Linked DNA regions of Sus scrofa: regions 1, 3 and 4 are each linked to region 2. A link is a contact called in public promoter capture Hi-C and targeted proximity ligation data. All regions are on one chromosome and are shown on one strand. The core of a region is the stretch at or near the end of the contact, and the rest is flanking DNA. Distances in the headings are between cores, read along the strand shown.

Region 1 (4,862 bases), core at 802-3,301, 530 kb before region 2:
ATACAAGTTCAGTGTGAATTACATAATCAAACTCAAAAGTACTATCTGCACAGATTATGAGTCACAGACATAATAAAAATTATAGTAGCCAATAATTTCCCCAAATATTAAGTTCTGTAAAACTAGTTTCTTTTAAAAATGAGCAGATAACTCCAATATGGTAATATTTTAATCAATTTTAGAATGCCTTTTTAAAAATGAAAACACCATGTCCATTGATTCATTTTTTCTGTATATTTTTTAAATTGTTACATAATTTCAAAAATTTAATATTCAAAAACTTTATTTTAGCTCTTTTTCACGTGTGTGGCAGTGTTTAGATGAAAAACAGTCCACTGAGAGAGAAACTGCTATTTTAAAGAGGTCATCTCATGAAACTGAAAGCTTATAAAATTTGTACATTTAAGACTCATTACAATCTAGGATGCTTAAAAAATTCATTTCAAGATAATTAACCAGACAACATTCTTGAACCATTCTAAAAAGTTAAATGCTATAGTTAAATTATAGAATTTAGGATGGAAAAGGCTTGTCAAATATTCAAGCGCCTATGATCAGGCCTATCACATCTCTATTACCTAAGAAGCAAAACTTAACTAACATAGGCTTTCTTTGACACGTTTTAAATAATTTTACTAAAACTTGTAACTTTTTTTGACTGAATGTCCATGCTTACTCTCAATCCAGATCCTAACAGGAAAGGAGGAAAGCGTTCCTTTATTAAGTAAAAGTGGCCTAGACCTCGGTCGAGGAACTTTATGGGCGCCTTCAGCAGCAAATTCATAAGTATTCCCCACCCTCACTGCCTTAAAGTTGATAAGTAAGCTTGATCTAAGCAAAATCAGAGCGGCTAAGACTTTAGGAACTGCAGCCTTAAGTACAAAGTAGAAACAGAACAGGATAACATTTTCTAGGGTACAAATCACAGAATTTTAAACATTTTCGTTTCATTTACGACTACAGCTCATTAAAGCTATGTCGAACAAAATAGTAGTTCAGGGTGTAACTTATCCTTCCTAATCAAAGATGACACCGATAGTCTTATTTCCTGTGGGGATGGGTGTGGCTGAAGAGACAGTTACGTCCAAGCCATCAATCTGTGTATGGAAAAGTCTGCAAGTCTCACACACGCTGTCGCTCGCTTTACATTCGTGCCTGCACGCGGCAAGGCCTATGCTGCTGTCGGCGATGACTTGAAATAAAATATCCAACAGGCAATCTAATAGTATGTGGTTATATTTATTGCTCGAAGAAACAGTCACGCTTCTCGGTGTTTCATCTTAAGAAAAAGCTCCCAGGGATGAAACCGACTCGGAGCAACGCTGCAACTTGCAAAACTACACACAGTCAGGAAACCGGGGTGGGGGCTTACGTTCCTTCTCTAAGCACCGTTGACTCACCCTTGAAGACAACTACAAACTAAAGTGGAGAAAATCAAAGGGAAAGGCTAACCCAAAATCCGACAGCTTGAGTAACGCGGGACTGGCGTGGGGAGCTTGTTGGGGGGACGTGGAAACAGACTGTGAGCTACGGGCCCGGCGCGGTGGTCGCTGGTGGAGCGCGACTCCGAGTTGGCGTCGGCGCCCACGCCGGAACTTGGCCCCATCTGGCGGCCGCGCCGGCGCCCCAGCTTGCCCCCGCGCCCACCGCCCGCTCCTCTCGCGGCGCGCTCAGCCAACTTACCACCCAGCCCCGGCGGCCGCCGCCCAGCCCGGCGCGGAGTCCGAGACCCGCCGCCGCCGCCGCGTGCGGGTGAGTGGGGGAGGGGCTGCCGCCTCACCCCACGGGCCGGGAGAACAAAGCGGCCGCCGCGGCGGCGCTAACTTTTTCGGTGTCTGTTCCGCGCTCCCTGAGGCGACTACTTACAGAAGCGGGCTCCGCCGGTCGTGAGAAACTCCGCGCCCGCCAGCGTCTGACTCCGGGACCAGACGCCAGCGAGGCTTCACGCGCTTCGCAGAATCCCGCCCGCCTCAGGCGCCCCTTCCTCCCTCCCTCCTCCCCGTCCCGTCCTAAGGCCCGAGGGCGGGGGGCCGGGGCGTGCGGGGCGGGGGCGCGCGAGGGGCGGGGGCGCGCGGCCGGCGCGGGGGCTGTCGGGAGCTGTAGTCTCCCCGGGGGCTCGACACGGTGGTAGCCACGCGGGGATGTTGCTCACTGTCTTGACATATAGCGCAGGGCAACAGGAGCTCCGGGTGCTTTCGGGCTCGCTCTGTACCCTTCGAAGTCCTGGCGTCTCCGTGACCGCGGGGGAGCGGGCTGCGACCGTGTACTAATTCCAGTTACACACTGTCCTTGATACCCATTATTGCTACTGAACTGTTTTTGTCGTCCGCTCTGATGGAGGCGATGGTGGCCAGGGGCCAAGAGGTGATTAAGTTGGACGCGGAACTTGTAAGAGGTCTGCAGCAGAGAGCAATTTCCTCCCTGAGAAATCTTCTCACTGCTCCCCGTTTCCCTCCCGAGTGCTTGTAGTCCAGGTGGTCGCCTGGCACAGGAGCCCCGGGCATTCCACACCAAGGCAGATGCTCCGAGCGCCCTTCGCCTAAAGCAGTCTCTGAGAAGTCTCTGCTTCCAGTGTTTTTTGTGTATCCTACTTGTCTTTAAACTCGAATGTGTTACCTACCGTCGGGGTGAAGTGCAGCGAAGAGTCACCCAACCTTGGCTTCCACGTGACTTTGACAACGGTGACGGGGGACGCAGGTGGGGTGAAATTTAGAGGAAAAATACATGAGGTGAAAAATTTTACATGTTTTATGTGAGAGAAAGGCATGAGCGGCTGAGACCCATTGTTCCTAGTTCTCCTTATATCCAAATTTCATCGCAAAAGTACTCAAGTAAAATACACTGAAACAAGCAGGTGGGCCACAGTCAACAATCTATATCCATTACTACGCAGAGGTCGAAGGCAGTTTTTGAGAATAGAAAGTAAAGAAAGCTAAATGGGTCCCCACTTTTTATACCAGGTCATCACTCTTAATAGATTTCCCTGGATTTAAAGTTAAATGGAATTTTAAAATCATTTATATTAAAGATGGGCAAGTAAAATTGTGTATAACCCTGGTCTACTCTGAAGCTATAGTGTTACCCCCCCCCTTTTTTTTTCCTTTTTCTTTGTTGGATGCTCAGGGACAGGGATCAGATCCAACCCGCAGTTTCAACTTAACATTGGATCCTTAACCCAACATGCGAAGCCAGGGATCGAACCTGTGTCCCAGCACTCCAAAGATGCCTCCAATCCTGTTTCACCACAGCAGGAATTCCTGAAGCTATATTTTAAAAAGACATCTCTGAAATATTTTTGGGAATTAGAAGATACTAAGTATTTCACATTCAGTAATATCTAATTCAATCTAATTGTATTTTATACCGAGTCTTACTCTGCTATTCTTTTACTTTAAAATTGAAAGTAAATTCACTCTAGTTTTTAAAAAAACATTCTTACCTAACTTTGTCTTTTTCTTCCTTCCACTTCCCACTGACGTTTTAGTCCAACCCTGAATATCCTCTCTCAGCAAGATTCCCAGGATCTCATTGGAGCAGTTTACAGCCAGTCCCATTTCACTAGTGACTTCCATTTTCACTCATGGTCCTTAAAGAGACAGAAGTTACTCTTCTGGAAGTAACTTTTCTAAATGAAACAAGCTGCTATTTTACAGAAGTGTAAGGATTTTTGTGTATGAGAATACATATGTGTGAGAATACACACACAAATATAGTCATTTCATTCCCAGTTTTCCACTTCTCTTTTTAAAAATAAAACCATCTCCTCCACTCCAGGTGAATCTTTCAACAATACATTTAAGTATAAGACTATCTTTGTACCTATAATTTTTTTTTTTTTGTTGTTGTTGTTGTTGTTGTTGCTATTTCTTGGGCCGCTCCCGCGGCATATGGAGGTTCCCAGGCTAGGGGTCGAATGGGAGCTGTAGCCACCGGCCTACGCCAGAGCCACAGCAACGCAGGATCCGAGCCGCGTCTGCAACCTACACCACAGCTCACGGCAACGCCGGATCCTTAACACACTGAGCAAGGGCAGGGACCGAACCCGCAACCTCATGGTTCCTAGTCGGATTCGTTAACCACTGCGCCACGACGGGAACTCCCCTATAATTTTTTTTGGTTGACGTGAACTACAGTTTCCTCAAGACAGTCCATTCCTATTCCAAGAACATTGAAGGGATAAAGATTACGTTTAATAAGTAAATGTGAGATTTTTTATCCCTGAGAGAAAATATAATCAGAATGACCAAGATGGAAAAGATTTTTCTTCTCGGTATTTTCTGAAAGCTAGGCGCTTACAGTCTTTTTCTTCTGTGGCTGTAGTTGCAAATCTTGCCCTACATTTACTTCTCCCCCCCCACACACACACCTTGTACTTAATAACACACAACATAACCATTCACATGGTTACCTAATACAAACAAAGAGTCAAAACTGTTGTGACTCAAGGTACAGAGTTACCTAATTCAGAACCTTAAATGCTGAAAAACCTGATTTGCTAAAGGCCCACTATAAGAAATAGTCAGTATTTTAAAACTTGAGCTGGTTTCAATTTATAGAATGTGATTACTGGAAAATTATTTTGTTTTTGTCTTTTTCCTTGACCTTGACACATGGGTGAAAAATTCAGAAAGCATTTGGGTGTAAATATAGAGTTAGTAAAATAGAGTAAAAAATACTTCAGGATCTATTTCTGTTTCAGCAGACATGCATTTGATATATTCTTCAAAATGTCCTTCCTGTTTCCACTGCCACTACCCTAGTCTACACCTTCCATATCTGGATTACTGCAAGAGATTTTAGTTGGTCTCCTTCTGGACTAGTGTGAACTGTTACACCCTTGAAACTGTCTTCTCTGATTTGGA
Region 2 (5,125 bases), core at 714-3,213:
GACTCAATAGAGAATATGTGCCCTGTGCCAGGCACTGGGGATACAGAGATAAACACATCCTTGCCTTGAAGAGGTTCAGTCTCAAGGACACAGCATCACTGACCAAGTGGTAATACCACAATATACATGAGAGAGGAGCACAGCAGGGAGGGGTTTTGTACTCATTTAAAATAACTCCTTATCCTTCCACAGAGTTTGTTGGGATGTGGAGAAATATTTCTTTGGGGGAGGAGGATAATGTGTGGAGTAGCTTCTCGAAGGAAGCAGATTAAACAGGATGAATTGGTTTTTGACAAGTGGCAAAGAGCAGGGTATTCCAGACAGACAGCAGCCTAAAAAGGACACAAAGACTGGGAAAGTGTGTGATTTATGGAAAGGTGAGAAGGCAGTTTGCCTATAGCTGAAGTGTGAGCTTGATGTCTGGTGGAAATGGTAGAGAAAAGCTAGAAAAGTAGGTGGGAACAATTGTGCATGGCCTGTACGCCATAGCTGCCAGCGGATTGTACTGCTGGGCTACTTGCGATGAATACAAGCGTCCTCGTTTGGGCTGCTTTAACAAACTACCACTGACTGGGTGGCTTAAATAGCAAACATTTATTACCTATGGTTCTAGAGGTGGGAAATCAGAAATCATGGTGCCAGTAGGGTTACGTTCTGGTGAGAGTCCTGTTCCAGGTTGCAGATAGCTGGCTTCTCATTGTATCCTCACATGGCAGAAAGAGAGAGAGCTCTGATCTCTTATTCTTTTTATAGGGGCACCAATCCCTTTCTAGAGAGTCCCACACTCATGACCTAATTACTTCCCAAAGGCCCCACTTCCCAATACCATCACATTGGGCATTAGGGCTTAGAGAATTTTGGAAGAACACATTCAGTCCATGACAAACAGCATCTTTGAGATTCCTAGTGATTTTTTTTTCCCCCCTCAGACATTCCTTATAGATTACATTTCTAGTAGAGGTGGATGGAGCCATATCTTCCTTTTTATGTTACTGTACAATAGGGTCTGGCAAAAATAGCTCCTCTCTTGACTTTTAAGCTTTAACTTTACCAAAGATCAATGGCTGATAAAGAAACAGAATCAAAGGGAACAAGTCTTACACAGGCATACAGAAACAGTCCAGCTATTTTATCCTGCTTCCTGAATTTGAAGAACAAGTCCATAGCAGCTGACATTTTTTTTTTTTTTTTCTTTTGGAGCAGAGGGTTGGTAAGGCCCTGTTCTCGGCTCACACTCCACGTTTTTATTACAGACCTCTTCTGTGCGGTGCTGGGAATGCAGCAGTAAACAACTCAGTGCACTCCTGGAAAAGCTTAAATCTGAGGGTGCTTCAAGCTTCTTTTAAGTGTCATTGAAGAGACAGTCATTTCTTTTGAAAACAAATCTCCTTATAAGAGAAATTTATCACCCTGCTAGACAGGTTTACATTATATTGTATTCTGGTTAAACAAAGCAAATATTAGCATTGTATTGTAATATCTTTGTAAACCATAACAGATTGAAGTATTTCTTAGAAAGAAGTGATTTATGGTTTCAAATCTTAGAGGCTAAGTAATTAATCTGCTGTTTTCTAAAATACAACTTAGTTTTAATAAAATGACTTGACTAGGCTTACTTGTTCTGCAATGCACCTTGCTTAAAGCTCAAAAAATATTTTATAATCTTAAAGTCCTATAGAACCTCTATTAGTAAACAGTTGTGTATGGATTGTGAAATTAGCCTTCCGATTTTTTATAGACGTTTTTTGTTCGTTTTTGTTTTTGTTTTGATAAATCGGAGTGCACCCGTTTTTAATTCTATTCAGCGCAATGGTGGGGAATTTAATACTCAAGACTTAAGTTTTCTACAAGCCTGAATTTAAAGCTCAAGGTGAGGACAATACAGAAAGGAATGAGTGTGCAGTTTTGAAGAGTTTATTTGGCAGATTTTTATTTTCATTATACAAACCACAGAAAGTGAAGCTGGGTAAAATCTCAAACTTTAAAAGCCTCTGAGAAGATAGTGGTTTTTGCCTAAAGGCAACTCAGAAGGGGGGAGGGGGCAGGGACCAGGAGGCTGGTGATTTAAATCATTGAAAGATAAAGTGAAATCAGGAAAACCTGATTAATTCGTGCAAGATCTCCGCGTTTGATTGTCATGCGGAGAGTTCAAGGTTGTGCTTAGAAAGGGGAACTAAAGAAGGGTGATACTAGGGCAGAGGATGTGTTTGGGGAGGGAAAGAACCCGAGTGAGGGTGGGTTTGGGGAGCCGGTGATGGGAGAAAGCGCGCTGGAGGCAAAAAGCGCGCCACGAGCCTCCCGCCGGGCCGGGCCGGGCGCGGTGGCCCTAAGCCAGGGCGCAGTGCTCGGGGCTGGGAGACGAGCTGTGAGAGAGGCGGCACCCAGCGGCAAAGTCCGGTGCGAGCCCAGGGGCCAGGTGGAGCGCACTGGTCTCCGTCCGTAAAAGGTGCGCAGGCCACCCGCCCGAGAGCTGATCGCCCCGAGGGAAAGAGGCGGGAGCCACAGTGCGAGCGGGCGAGAACTCCTCCCCCGGCGCCTCCGCTATCTGGGTCAGGACACCGCCGGACCTTGGGGCCCACAGGCTCCGGGGCTACTGTCGGCCCGCCGCTCCCCTCTCGACAGCTCCTCCTCAAGTTGCAGGTCTCCGACTGCAGAAAGGCCCTCGCAGGGAGCACAAGTGCGCCCACAGGTAGGCAGCGGGCGGGTCGGCGGGTTCGGGCGTACGCGGCCGGGGGGTCGAGAGCTGAGGGGGCATTTCCGGCGGCGGCCACCGCACTTCCGGGTCGTGTGTGCGTCCTTCTCGCCGCCGCATCCCTTGCGAGGCATCCTCCTGCTTCTGGGCGCTGCAGATGGTTGTCTTGGCAGCTACCTCGGCGCAGCGCTTGCCCAGCCAGCGCCTGCCCAGCCAGCGCCTCGCAAGCTTCAACCGCTGAGGTCGTCAGTACTTCCGCGCGGGCGCCCGTCGTGGGTTGCGTGGGGACCCGGCAGAGTGCTGCCTCGGCCTGGCAGGTCCCTGAAAACCACGATGAGTTTCTTCGGGAGACACTTAGTAGCCTCTCACCTGGGTCTTTCTTAACCCTTCAGCCTTCTGCAAACGGTTTTGTTTTGTTTTGCTCAATCTGGGATTCTCTACCTATTTTACACAAAATGAAGGCCAGGTTTTCAGTGCGGCAAACATTTGCAAATAAGCCAAACATGAGGGAGCCCTAGATGAAAAAAAAGGTTTTAAGATAGGAAAAATAATGAAAACCAAGTGAAATGTGAGTATTAGAATTTACTTCGAAAGTATCAAGTTATCCAGGTCGCTGTGAGAATCTAATGCCCAGTTCAAGGGCTCAGAGCAATTCCCTTGGGAAACTAAAAACTTAGGGTTGTTTGTAACCTGTACTGTGCCTTTACCTGTCTTGCGAAATTTTTCATCTCCCGAGTTTATCAGAGTTCTATATTTTATGTATTTCCCGCTACGAATCTGCTGATGAATTAAGTGAATATAGATGCTAGATATTGCTGAAAGCATTGTAAATAACTTGGTAAAGCATAATTTCCATATCTCAAGATTAACGTTAATTAAAACTAGAACATGAACATTAAATGTTTTCTGAAGTTAATTTTTGACAGTTTCTACAAAGGAATTGTAGAGATTTCTGTAGAGTCAACTTTTTGATGATTTGCTATTTCAGCAGAATTTTTGATTCTCATCTCTGCAAATAACCTTTAATTATCTATTACACATTAAATTTAGATGCCAGTAATTTGTAATAAAATCTGTTCTTTTACATTGTCATTATTAGCACCTTGCAAATTGAAACAGGGACACTTTACCTGATTATCTAGTCACTATATTTTTAAATTACTGTGTTTTTATAAACACAGTAAAGTGCAAGTGTATCCTGCTAATATGGTAATTCTATTAAAGTTACGTAAATAATGTAATATATAGTATAACCTTTGAAATAATACTGTAGGCAAGCAAGCGTTCTCATTTATTACTCTTCTGTATTACTATTTTTATATGAATGACTTTTTTCAAATTAGTGACTTACGGAGTTCCCATCATGGCTCAGTGGTTAATGAATCCGACTAGGAACCATGAGGTTGAGGGTTCGATCCCTGGCCTTGCTCAGTGGGTTAAGGATCCGGCGCTGCCATGAGCTGTGGTGTAGGTTGCAGATGAGGCTCGGAGTCCGTGTTGCTTTGGCTCTGGTGTAGGCCGGCAGCTTCAGCTCTGATTGAACCCCTATCCTGGGAACCTCCATATGCCTCGGGAGCAGCCCAAGAAATGGCAAAAAGACAAAAAAAAAATTACTGGCTCATAAGCACATCCATTTTATATACATGTAAAACTCAAACATAGCTTGAGCTATTATTCTCTAATTGTGGATATTTAAAGCCAATAACTGTTCCATTGATTCTAATTTTTTCCTCAGTTGATTTTTTTTAGTTCTGAAATCGTGTTTCAGTTCTGAACACCTCTGCCCAGTCAGCATTCTCCTTCATGTCCTTGTTGTTGCTCTCTAAATCAGCAGTACATCCAAGAATTATCAAGGGTAACAGTTCTCATTACTAGTTGGTGACCCCTAGGTGACACAGTTGACAACTATGTGCCTTAGTTTACTTATCTGCAAAATAGAGATAATAATAGGACCTGCCTCAAAGAGATAATTTGGGATTGGTTTAATTCCTAAAGAATAGGTCAAACAAAAGTTGATAGTCTTTCTCACCTGTTTAAACCTGTACCGTGTCAGGAATAAGATCTTCCTAGGTAGATTTTAACTTCCATTTATTTATTTAATACATGAAAAAAAAATCAAACTAGGGTGTGTTCTCTAACGTAAAGTTTAATGTAAAGAGGGCCCAGCAGGAATGAGCCAAGAAACCAATCAGAATAGGAACATTTCTTTTAATTGACCTTGTCAAGTTCAGCATATGAACATCCTGCATTAATTTTTATATTGACAAAAAAGAGCCAAGGAGTTCCCATTGTGGCTCAGCAGGTTAAGCCCCAGCTAGTATCCATGAGGATTCAGGTTCAATCCCTGGCCTCACTCAGTGGGTTAAGCATTGCCGTGAGTTGTGGTGTTGGTCGCAGACAGGGTTTGGATCCCAAGTTGCTGTGGCTGTGGTG
Region 3 (5,287 bases), core at 707-3,206, 660 kb before region 2:
CATAAACTAACACAAGAAAGGACAACATGATTTAAAAAACGATCCCAGTCTTTCCAAATTTACAGAAAAGCTCAGGGCCCATGAAGAATGGATAAATCAATCATTCTCTCATACACAAAAATCAAAAGACAAATAATAAACTGGCAAAAACAAATGGCAACTCACATCAAAATAATTTGGCTTATTATTTAATATAAAAGTTCCTATATATTAGGGAAGGAAGTGACAACACAACAGAAAAATGTGCAAGGGATACAAACAAACAGTTCATGGGGGAGGGGACACAAGATGCATATCCTTTGACACGGCAGTTTCATTTCTACAAATTTCTGTTACACACACACTTATAAATGTGGGTGAAAAATATATATATACACAAGGTTATTTACTGAACATTATTTAAAATAGCAAAAGATCTACAACTTAAATATCCACAATATATGGCTGGCTAGATATACTAAGACAACGACCCATGTAACTTTATGTAGTGATATACTAAGACAACGACCCATGTAACTTTATGTAGTGATATTGGGGGGAGGGTGGATCTCTAAAATAGTAAGAAGAAAAGATTTAAAATATTACAGGTACTGTACGGTACCATTTGTACAAAAAAAATATAACACAAGTGTAGGGGTGTATGTGTGTATTTGCTTGGAAAATATAAAAGACACAAAAGTGACTGCTTCCCAGAAGGGAAATTACATGATTGGAGATAAAAATGGGAAGATGATTTCATCATGTACCTTACCATGTTTCATTTTTTTCATGTTTCTCTTCAAAAAAAAATGATTTTTTTAACATGTGCATATACTACCTACTCAAAAATTAAATATGACCCAAGTACAGAGCAAACTGTGGGATCTGCTCCTATAAAGTGCATTTCTCCTGCCTCTCTTTATTTGTTCATCCTATCCCGCCCACCCACAAAGTCTGGTCTCAAAATCAAAACACTTAATGAAAAGCTAAACTATGTCACGTATTTGCTCCAAATCATCTAAAGTTTTTCACCAAATTCACAGCATAAGCCCACCATCTTACCTCCCTGACATCATTTCTTACTGCTCTCCTCTCACCTCACTCTGCCTCAGGTACACTGACATTTTTATTTTTCCTGGAACAACACAATCAGAAAGGCTCACTCCTTTCCTTCAGTTTTCTGCTCAAAAACCTCAGTGGTGGGTTCCCTGATCACTTAGTTTAAACATAAACGCCCTCCCCCACTCATCCTCCTCCTTCCGTGTTTTATTTTTCTCCATAGCTCTACCCAGCGTCTGATATACTACGTATTCCGAAGTTTGGTTTCTTTCCCTTAATTAGGATGTGACTTCCAAGAGCGCAGAGAGCTTCGTGAGTGTACAGTGTACACGTGCGTGTGCTTGTGAGAAGTTAAATTCCAAGACCAGTGAGAAGTTAAAATTCCAAACACCGACGTTAGGACCAAAAAGTCAATCCTCTCCAACTTGATGGAGTGTCAATTATATACTACGTAAATAAAACGAGAGGCTCACCTACATCTTAAGAAACGACACCGCATGAAAACGTTCAGTTCTAAACCTCTTGTAAAGAGCAATGGGAAAGAATTAAAGGCGGGAAGCGCCCAGAACACATTCCCACGCTGGAATCTGGAATCAAGACGTCCTATTCCGCAGCTCCGGGGCTTCCGGGTCACTGGCCTAGCCACTCGCGGGACCACCCCACGCGCTTCTGTCTCCCTTCTCCGGGAGTCTGAGGCCATTACCTTGGTGCCTCCGAGCCGTAACACCTCCTCCAGAGAAAACCCATTCTCGGCTTCATCGTTATCATCTTCGTCGTCCTCGTCTGGATCTTCTACCTCCTCCTCCTCTGGGGGCCAGGGTCGTTTGGCGTGGAACTCCAAAAGTTTCTTGGAGGCCGCCATGGCAAACAAGGCACGCGCACTCGTCCCACAATTCCCTTCCGCTACGATCTATGACGTACTTCCTTCAGGGGGCGTGTCCTCCCCCGGAAATGGGAATAATCCCCACCCCCTGGCGGGGCGAAGCTGCCTGCGAAGTTCGACATGAGTGTCCTAGCGAGGGTTGCCGCCGGGCGCCTGGCAGCTGCTCGAGCGGGTAAGCGTTCTATTAGCCGCAGTCCCAGTTGCCGGGGAAATCGCCCCGGGCACCTTCCTGGGATGGGGTGGCGGCTCCGGGGCGCTCTGGGCTGCAGGCAGCTGGAGCCCAGCTTCACGAGATGGCTTTGTGGTCGTGGGCCAGGCGCGTGCCTGCGGCTCCCTATGAGCGTGCTGCCCGGGTCCACGTTCCTGGCTCCGGCCAAGGTGAAGGGTTAACGAAGCCGCATTGAAATCACTCAGGCTGCTGGGCCCATGTCAATACTAAGGTTTCTAATGAGTCCTGTTTAATGTGTTTTTTGCAGTCATTCCTTGTCTTTGGAGAGGGCAGTACTTCAGCTCCGGGAAAGAGCCGGCAGAAGACAACTCAGTGACTCCTATGCTTAGGCATCTTATATACAAAATCAAGTCCACTGGTCCCATCACTGTGGCCGAGTACATGAGGGAGGTCTTGACCAACCCCGCCAAGGTATGGGTTGAGGAGGCTAGGACCAGACCAGTCCTAGAAGAGCTGTGGGTTGTGAGCCAGAAGGGTGTGCGCAGAGAGGAACCCAGGGGTCCTCAGCCCGGCGGGTGCCTTCCTGGCAAAGAGCCATTCTTGGACAGAGTAATGCATGTCAGTTGGTCAGGGCTGGGTCAAGTCAGCGACAGTGGCTTTAAAGAGGAGAGGATAAATTCTAAAGATGCTCAGGAGACAGCATAATGATGATTGGATTTATAAGATGAGAGAGGGATGACTTTCCTGTCTGGGTTGATGGTAGATATTGGAGTCATTTCTCACAAAAAAAGGGAGCTTAGGAGGAGTGGGAGCAGCAGCCATTTTAGGAGGGAGAGGAAGGACAGAGCAAAGTCCCATGTATGAATTTGAAGTATATACGGGGCTCAGGTGGAAATGTCTAGTAGGCATCAGGAAATATGAATTTAGTGCCTGGAAAGCTGTGTTGGGATGGCATCAGCAGCCATTGGAAGCATATTGTGTGTTTTCTTCTTGAGAATGGAAGGTCCCTGGGCCTTTATGTTCTAGCATTAAGCACTGTCACAGCTTTTTTGTTTGTTTGTTTGTTTGTTTGTTTGGTCTTTTTTAGTGTCACACCTGTGGCATGTGGAGGTTCCCAGGCTAAGGGTCAAATCAGAGCTGTAGCCGCTGGCTACAAGAAGCAAACAGATCTGAGTCTGCTCTACCCACAGTCCAGTGACACTGAATCCTCAGCCCAATAAGTGAGGCCAGGGATTGAACCTGCATCCTCATGGATACTAGTCAGAGTCATTTCTCTTGAGCTATGACGGGAACTCCGGTCACAGCTTTCTGACCTTCATTTCCTTATCTGCGCTACAGAGTCACTTGGTCAAAGCCTGGGGTCCTTTATATTTCAGAATGGTTCACTTTTTGGTGGGTTGAAATAAGAGATCTGCAGAACTCTGGAGTTTCTTTGGCCTTTTGCTGTTGAATATAGTGGAGTGACCCAGGGTCCAGAGGTTTAGTAAAGGCAAGATTCCTTTAAATGCCTGTGCACAGTGCTACAATGTACCAGAAGTTCATATTTAGAGCAAACATCTCTGGGTTACAGAGGAGGCCCCTCATCATTTATTCATTTATTCATTTACTGTGGTGGCATGTGTGCCAGACACTGTCTCAGGCACTGGGAATACTTCAGTGAACAGTGGGGCATGGCACTTAGTTCTAGTGAGAAAATGAGCTGTAAACAAGGACAAGAATAATTAAAACAGGTTGATAGGATTGAAAGTAATTTGTGCAGTGGAAATAGGGGTTGTAGAAGTTTTCTTAGGTGGGTGGTTCGAGAAGGCCAGTACATTTCAGCTGAGGCATGAAGGATGGGGATGGGCCAGTTTGGCAAAAGACTGGAAGAAGTGAGTTCCCAGCAGAGGAGCCAGAAACAAAGTTTTTAAGCTGAATAATGCCTTGGTGCATTCTGAGAAGAGAAGGGCACCAATGTGGCTGGAGGGCCGTGCCTGGGGGTGGCTAAGGAGGGTTAATGGTGAGGAAAGTGGTATGAGTTTGGAGTGGATTGAGTTCATGCAGTGCTTTCATGAATTTTAGATTTTTGTGTTAGTGCAATGGGAAACCTTCAGAAGTTGTGTCATGTGTATTGCACTGGTGATGACATCATTGTGGAGAGAGTGAGTGACCAGTTGGCTCTGAGTCTAGAGCTCACGGGACAGATTTAGTATGTGTATGTAAATTTGGTCATTATCAGTCTAGAGATGATGTTAAAATCAAAGGAGGGAGGGAACACCTAAAGAAGATTTTTCAGAATTAAGCCTTGCGGTAACTCTAATTAATTAATTTATTGCTTTTTAGGGCCACACCTGTGGCATATGGAGGTTCCCAGGCTAGGGGTCAAATCAGAACTGTAGCCACTGACCTGCGCCAGAGCCACAGCAATGCCAGATCTGAGTCGCATCTGTGACCTACACCATGGTTCGTGGCAATGCTGGATCCTTAACCCACTGAGCGAGGCCAGGGACTGAACCCGCAACCTCGTGGTTCCTAGTTGGATTCATTTCTGCTGAGCCACGACAGAAACTCCAAGATATTTAGAGTAGGCTCTTAACCTAGGGGTCCTTGAATAGAAATTAGGGGGTTTGTGAACTTGGATGTGAAAAAAATTTTACAACTTTATTTTCATTAACTTCTAACTGAAGTTTAATATTTCTCTAATTATGAACATAGCCAGCAACCAGTAGCATCAGCAATACGTGTGATTTTGTCATCAGTAGAAAATCACCAATACTGTCATATTGCAACAGTGATCAGATGTCTTAAAATACTGTGGCACTTCTCTGTACTCCATAACTCATTGTTTTGAAACTAAAAGCTCAGGAGTTCCCATCTTGGCGCAGTGCTTAACAAATCCGCCTAGGAACCATGAGGATGCGGGTTCGATCTCTGGCCTTGCTCAGTGGGTTAAGGATCCAGCATTGCTGTGAGCTGTGGTGTAGATCGCAGACACGGCTCGGATCCCGCATTGCTTGGCTCTCGCGTAGGCTGGCAGCTACAGCTCCCATTAGACCCCTAGCCTCGGAACCTCCCATATGCCGCGGGAGTGGCCCAAGAAATGGCAAAAAGACAAAAAAAGAAAAAAGAAACTAAAAGCTCATTACTTATTATAACTTCAGCTCAATTTTGTTCTGTAATACACTTAATAAAGGTGTGTATATATTACTATATGTCAA
Region 4 (4,857 bases), core at 2,353-4,852, 940 kb before region 2:
TTGAAAACTTTGTTGAAGGAAAATATGAATCAATAATGCCAAAACCCAGATTTGTAAACATTCCAGTACACAGCCACCATACCACAGGCCCTCATAATTATATCACCTTTTTCATGCAACTAAGCATTTCCAAGTAGACAAAAGAGCCCCCCTTACCACAAACAAACATCAAAAGCTAGGAACAATAATTTCTTTTTTTTTTTTTTTTTTTCCTTACAGGCTTCTTTCCCATTAGCCAGTAATTTTCAAATACTGAGCCTCAGGTTCTCATTACCTCATAAGGTCTTTTTTTTTTTTTTTTGTCTTTTCTAGGGCCGCACCCAAGACATATGGCTGTTCCCAGACTAGGGGTCTAATCGGAGCTGTAGTCACCGGCCTACACCAGAGCCACAACAATACCAGATCTGACAATACCAGATCGGAGCCGTGTCTGCAACCTACACAACTCACGGCAACGCCGGATCTTAACCCACTGAGCAAGGCCAGGATCAAACCCGCAATCTCATGGTTCCTAGTCGGATTCGATAACCACTGCGCCACGACGGGAACTGCAGCTTCATAAGGTCTTTTTCCCTTCTACCCTCCCAATTCACCACTAGCTCTCCTTTCTTACACTCTTTACAGAAAATTTAAGCCCCCAAAATGATAAAAATTGATTCCTATGCAATTTGTTTGTTCTATTACTCCAACTAGACAGCATGTTTGAGAGCATTTAGCACAATGTCTCCTACACTAAAAAATCTTTAAAATATTATGATTTATATTCTATCTTCAATTTCTTTCACAAATATAAAGCTCAGGAATAATCTTGACCATTTTTTTCCCATAAATTACCTACTCTCATTTGAATGGTGCTGGGAAGGTGGGAGAGAGATTGCCAAAAATAAAAAGAGAGTTTTATGTTAACAAAGATGGACAAGGGGGCAAGAAATGACGAATAAGTTTTTGGCATAATGTGGCCAGTTCCTTACTCCCAAGATCTGAAGGACGGAGGATATGGTGTAAGCAAGCCAGGGAGATGAGAGCTTGGGTTGCCTTTCACAACTCTGCCCAGGCAACTTGAAAGAGCAGGACTGACAGGTTCCTGAAGAGAAAAATCAGACCTAATCTTAAAAGTATTTTTGTTGACTCTGGTATTGACTTAAGAAGAGATTTAAAAATTAAAAAGATGATACCAACTGTTCCAAATTTCATTACCATTCATTCAATTCTTATTTCCTACTAGAAAGATTCTGATGGAAAAAAGAAGGGATATGGTCGAATTTAATGATGTTGATATAAAGAAATTATTTTTAAAATATATATTCAATTATACTAATAAGGAGGTCAAAAACCACAGATTCCTGGAAACTCCCTCCTCCCAAAATGCCTATTTGCTCTGTTTAAAAACTATGCAGGAATTCCTGTCATGGCGCATCGGAACGAATCCGACTAGGAACCACGAGGTTGTGAGTTCGATCCCTGGCCTCGCTCAGTGGGTTAAGGATCCGGTGTTGCCATGACCTGTGGTATAGGTCATAGACATGGCTTGGATCTGGTGTGGCTGTGGCTCTGGCATGGGCCAAAAGTTACGGCTCTAATTAGACCCCTAGCCTGGGAACCTCCATATGCCGCAGGTGTGGCCCTCAAAAGACAAAAGACCAAAAAAAAAAAACCAAAAAACAAAAAACTATGGCACATTTTCTAAGTTTCTCCATGGATGCTTAATTGAACTGGAGCACAAACCAAGATACTGTAAAAATGTAGTGCCCTTAGTATAAGCACCAATGGGAAACCTACTTGAAGTTTAACATTTGCCATAAATAACCCAGTAAGTAGTGTGTGTGTATATATTGGGGCAGGGAGGGGGTAAGGTAGAGAGGGCAAAACTGAGGAGTAACTACAGTTACTCAATAAATACGCATTCAATAAATACGCTGAATAAATAAATGATGAAACTGAAGTTCAGAAAAGTTAAAGGATTTCCTCAAGGTCAAAGAGCAGGCAGCAAGCACAGCTTATACTGTAACCCCTTCTGCTTGCTCTTTCCACAACCACTTGCACTACACCAAAGCAGCCTGTTACAGCACATGATTCTATTTAACATGATTGTTTCTTCTTTCCTCTTAAGTGCCAAAGAAAATACATGGTACCAAAAAAAGTGACACAGTGGGTAGCACTTTAACTTCAAGTGTTTCACCAACCAAAACTATACTCAGATTTCACAAGCATACAGGATTAGCCAGAAAGACAGAAAGGCAGAGCCACTCGTAGTTCTTTAAATTCCTTGTGAAATTAGTGTATGCCTTGGAAGTTTTAAAAACAGCCACTGAAACCTACTTACCAGTTCAGAATGGCCTGCAAAGTATCAGCCTCACTTTCATTCTTCCAAGATCCCACAATAGCTCCTCCCTGGATATACTTTATCTTGTAGATTATGCAAGGAAATGTAACCAACTTTGAAGCTCCTTTTAGTTCCTTTTAAAGTACAAGTCAGTCTCACAAAACCCTGAACATAAAATTAACCCTTGGGAAGTTTTAGATTCTGAGAACAAGAAACCATCTCTGAACCATTATCTGACTGTGATTATCTATCTAGATTCTTCATTCAAAATCCACGAGTCTGAAATATCTAAAAGAAACGCGGGATGGGATGAGGAAGAAGTAAAAGAAGAAACATTTACATATATAAAAAGGGAGCAGATATTCCTAGTAACACTTTGACCCAACGGCAGCTTCTTGCCTTAAAGTCAAGGCCTCACGGATACAACTTCTGTTGTCTTCTCTGATCGCCTTCCTCACAGAGAGGCGCCAACTGTCAATACCTTTTCCAGGCATCTTCTCTAGACCTAGGAGGGCCACTCACTAGGATAGGGGATGATTTGCTCATCTCTCAAAACTACTGTCAGCCCAATTAGTAAACTGAAAGGGAAGACCTAAAATGTGGAATGGCGAGAGAGTTCAAACAAGCCTGAGAGTTAAGAGTGGGAAGGAGCAGACGAAAAGGTGCGGGGAGGGTAAACAACGCATGGGGGGGGGAGCTGGGAGTGGGAACCCGGGTCGAGGAAGTGGGGTCACCTAAAGGCAAAGGTGAAGGGAGGAAGGGGATGAGGTTCTGGGTGGGATGGGCTGGAGCAAAGGGGGAGGGGACGAGCGAGCGGAGCGGGGGAGGGGGAAGGGTCCGGGGCGGGGCGGAAGAGAGCGGAGAGGCGGGATGAAGACGGCCAGGCCGGGAGGGTCTTTACCTGCAGCTCCGCCCGCTCTACTTCCCACTGGGCTCTCTCCACTTCGAAGCGGGCCCACTCGTGCTGAAGGAAGTGCAGGATTCCCGGGAGGCTGTACTGGGCTCGCGCCGCCCCCGCCGCAGCCGCCCCGTCGCCGGCCGCGGCAGCCTCCGCCAGAGGCCCGAGACCCTTGGCACCGCTGGCGCCCGGGTGGTTGTTGCTGAAGAAGACGCCGGGACCCGCCTGCTCGTCCATGGCGGCCGCAGGAACCCGGGGAGCTGCCCAGGCGCCCAGCAGCTGAGGCAACGGCGGCGGCCAGCAGCGTCTCCTCCTCCCTCCGCCGCTCCCCGCCCACACCCCAGTCAGCAGGGAGCAGCCGCCTGGGCGCGGGGGCCGGCCGAGCTCGGGACGGGCCGGGAAATGGGTCAACTGCGGTGCGCGGGCGGCGCGGGGCTTGCTGGGAAATGTAGTCGCGGGGCGTGGTGCCGGCGAGCACCGCCCGGGCTGCCTGAGGGGTTGCGACCGGCTGCGGCTCCACCGCGGCCCCGCCCCCGGGCCCGCCCCAGCCCATGGCGGAGAAGGGGCGGCCCCCGGCGGGGAGCGCGGGTTTCCTCTTGGTTAAGCAGGGGCTGGCTGGCGGTCCTCCAGCCTCCCTAGCACGCGGAAGTTCTTGGGCGGCGCTCACTGTGGCGCGCATACACACACACACACAAGGCGCTCACTGTTGCAGACACACACACACACACACACACACACACGGAAGTTACCGCGCCGAAATGCCAGCCTAAGCTGCACATCTCCTACGGCTTCCTGGTAGTTCTGTTAAGAAACAAGCTCAAAGCAAGCTTCGCCGGTCCGACCCCATGGCCCGGGATTCTCTAGCCAGCACGCTCGGACCTCTCCCTTCTGCTCTGTCTAGAGTGATTCTCTGACCCAAGACACTCCACTTCTGTCCATCTCCTTATCGCGGTCGTTCCTGCCTTTTTTCTCGCTAGAGGTTCAGTCAAACCTGTTGCCTGATCACTTTTCATTTAGAAGGAACTAATCATCTCTCTGTCCTGAACGCAACACAGCAGCTTTCTGTTTCTTGCAATTTTTGGTTTGGTGACACCACATCTAAAACAGGGCTCTGCTTCACCTCCTTTATAGCTTGCAGTAAATCCTGTAAACGTTACAAATATCCAAGGCTCTTTTATTTCGAACTCATTTTTCCTTATCCCTGAGCAGTCGGTACACATTTCAACAAATATTTGACTGTAAGTTATCTCATTGGGGATATAAAGATAAATGACACAGTTCCTGTCTTCAAAGGCAGACTGGCAACTATACAATCAATTCTCGCAATGCCCTAAAGTTACACTATTTAAAAGAACAAAATCCCTTTCTACTCCCTAGAGCTATCTTAGGTATCCGGGCACCTCTCCTTTTTCACTTGTCCGGTTCCCAGTTTCTTCCACGTTTCACTTGCAATCTGGCAATAGTATTAATCTACCAAAGGCCCATCAAAGTCCTTTCAAGTGTTTCTCTCTAAATGTTATCCTTCTCCCAAGTTCTTGAAATTATGTCACTTATTAATTCACACTACAATGATAATGAAAGGAAGGGACCTGAAAAAATTTAACAAGTGAAAATGAAATTAAGCACTTATTTTGTC

The links. Promoter capture Hi-C pulls out the DNA fragments that hold promoters and counts their contacts.
Region 1: a targeted proximity ligation map of skeletal muscle shows a contact between it and region 2, with 5 times the contacts expected there. A contact is called at or near these places in 1 of 5 promoter capture datasets (liver) and 2 of 2 datasets of targeted methods (alveolar macrophages and skeletal muscle).
Region 3: a contact with region 2 is called in a targeted proximity ligation map of alveolar macrophages. A contact is called at or near these places in 2 of 2 datasets of targeted methods (alveolar macrophages and skeletal muscle).
Region 4: a promoter capture Hi-C map of liver shows a contact between it and region 2, with 4 times the contacts expected there. A contact is called at or near these places in 1 of 5 promoter capture datasets (liver) and 1 of 2 datasets of targeted methods (alveolar macrophages).

The regions. Positions count from the first base shown.
Region 1 is chr3:102,839,333-102,844,194 of Sscrofa11.1, reverse strand. PRKD3 (serine/threonine-protein kinase D3) reads right to left here and starts at 2,051. Exons shown (of 19, transcript XM_013996212.2): 1 at 1,867-2,051.
Region 2 is chr3:102,304,193-102,309,317 of Sscrofa11.1, reverse strand. RMDN2 (regulator of microtubule dynamics protein 2) reads left to right here and starts at 1,963. Exons shown (of 13, transcript XM_021087623.1): 1 at 1,963-2,689.
Region 3 is chr3:102,960,882-102,966,168 of Sscrofa11.1, reverse strand. It overlaps CEBPZ (CCAAT/enhancer-binding protein zeta), which reads right to left and starts at 1,956. Exons shown (of 16, transcript XM_003125229.5): 1 at 1,742-1,956. The coding sequence starts at 1,900. NDUFAF7 (protein arginine methyltransferase NDUFAF7, mitochondrial) reads left to right here and starts at 1,965. Exons shown (of 11, transcript XM_021087630.1): 1 at 1,965-2,093; 2 at 2,398-2,561. The coding sequence starts at 2,042.
Region 4 is chr3:103,248,571-103,253,427 of Sscrofa11.1, reverse strand. STRN (striatin) reads right to left here and starts at 3,602. Exons shown (of 19, transcript XM_013996218.2): 1 at 3,225-3,602. The coding sequence starts at 3,458.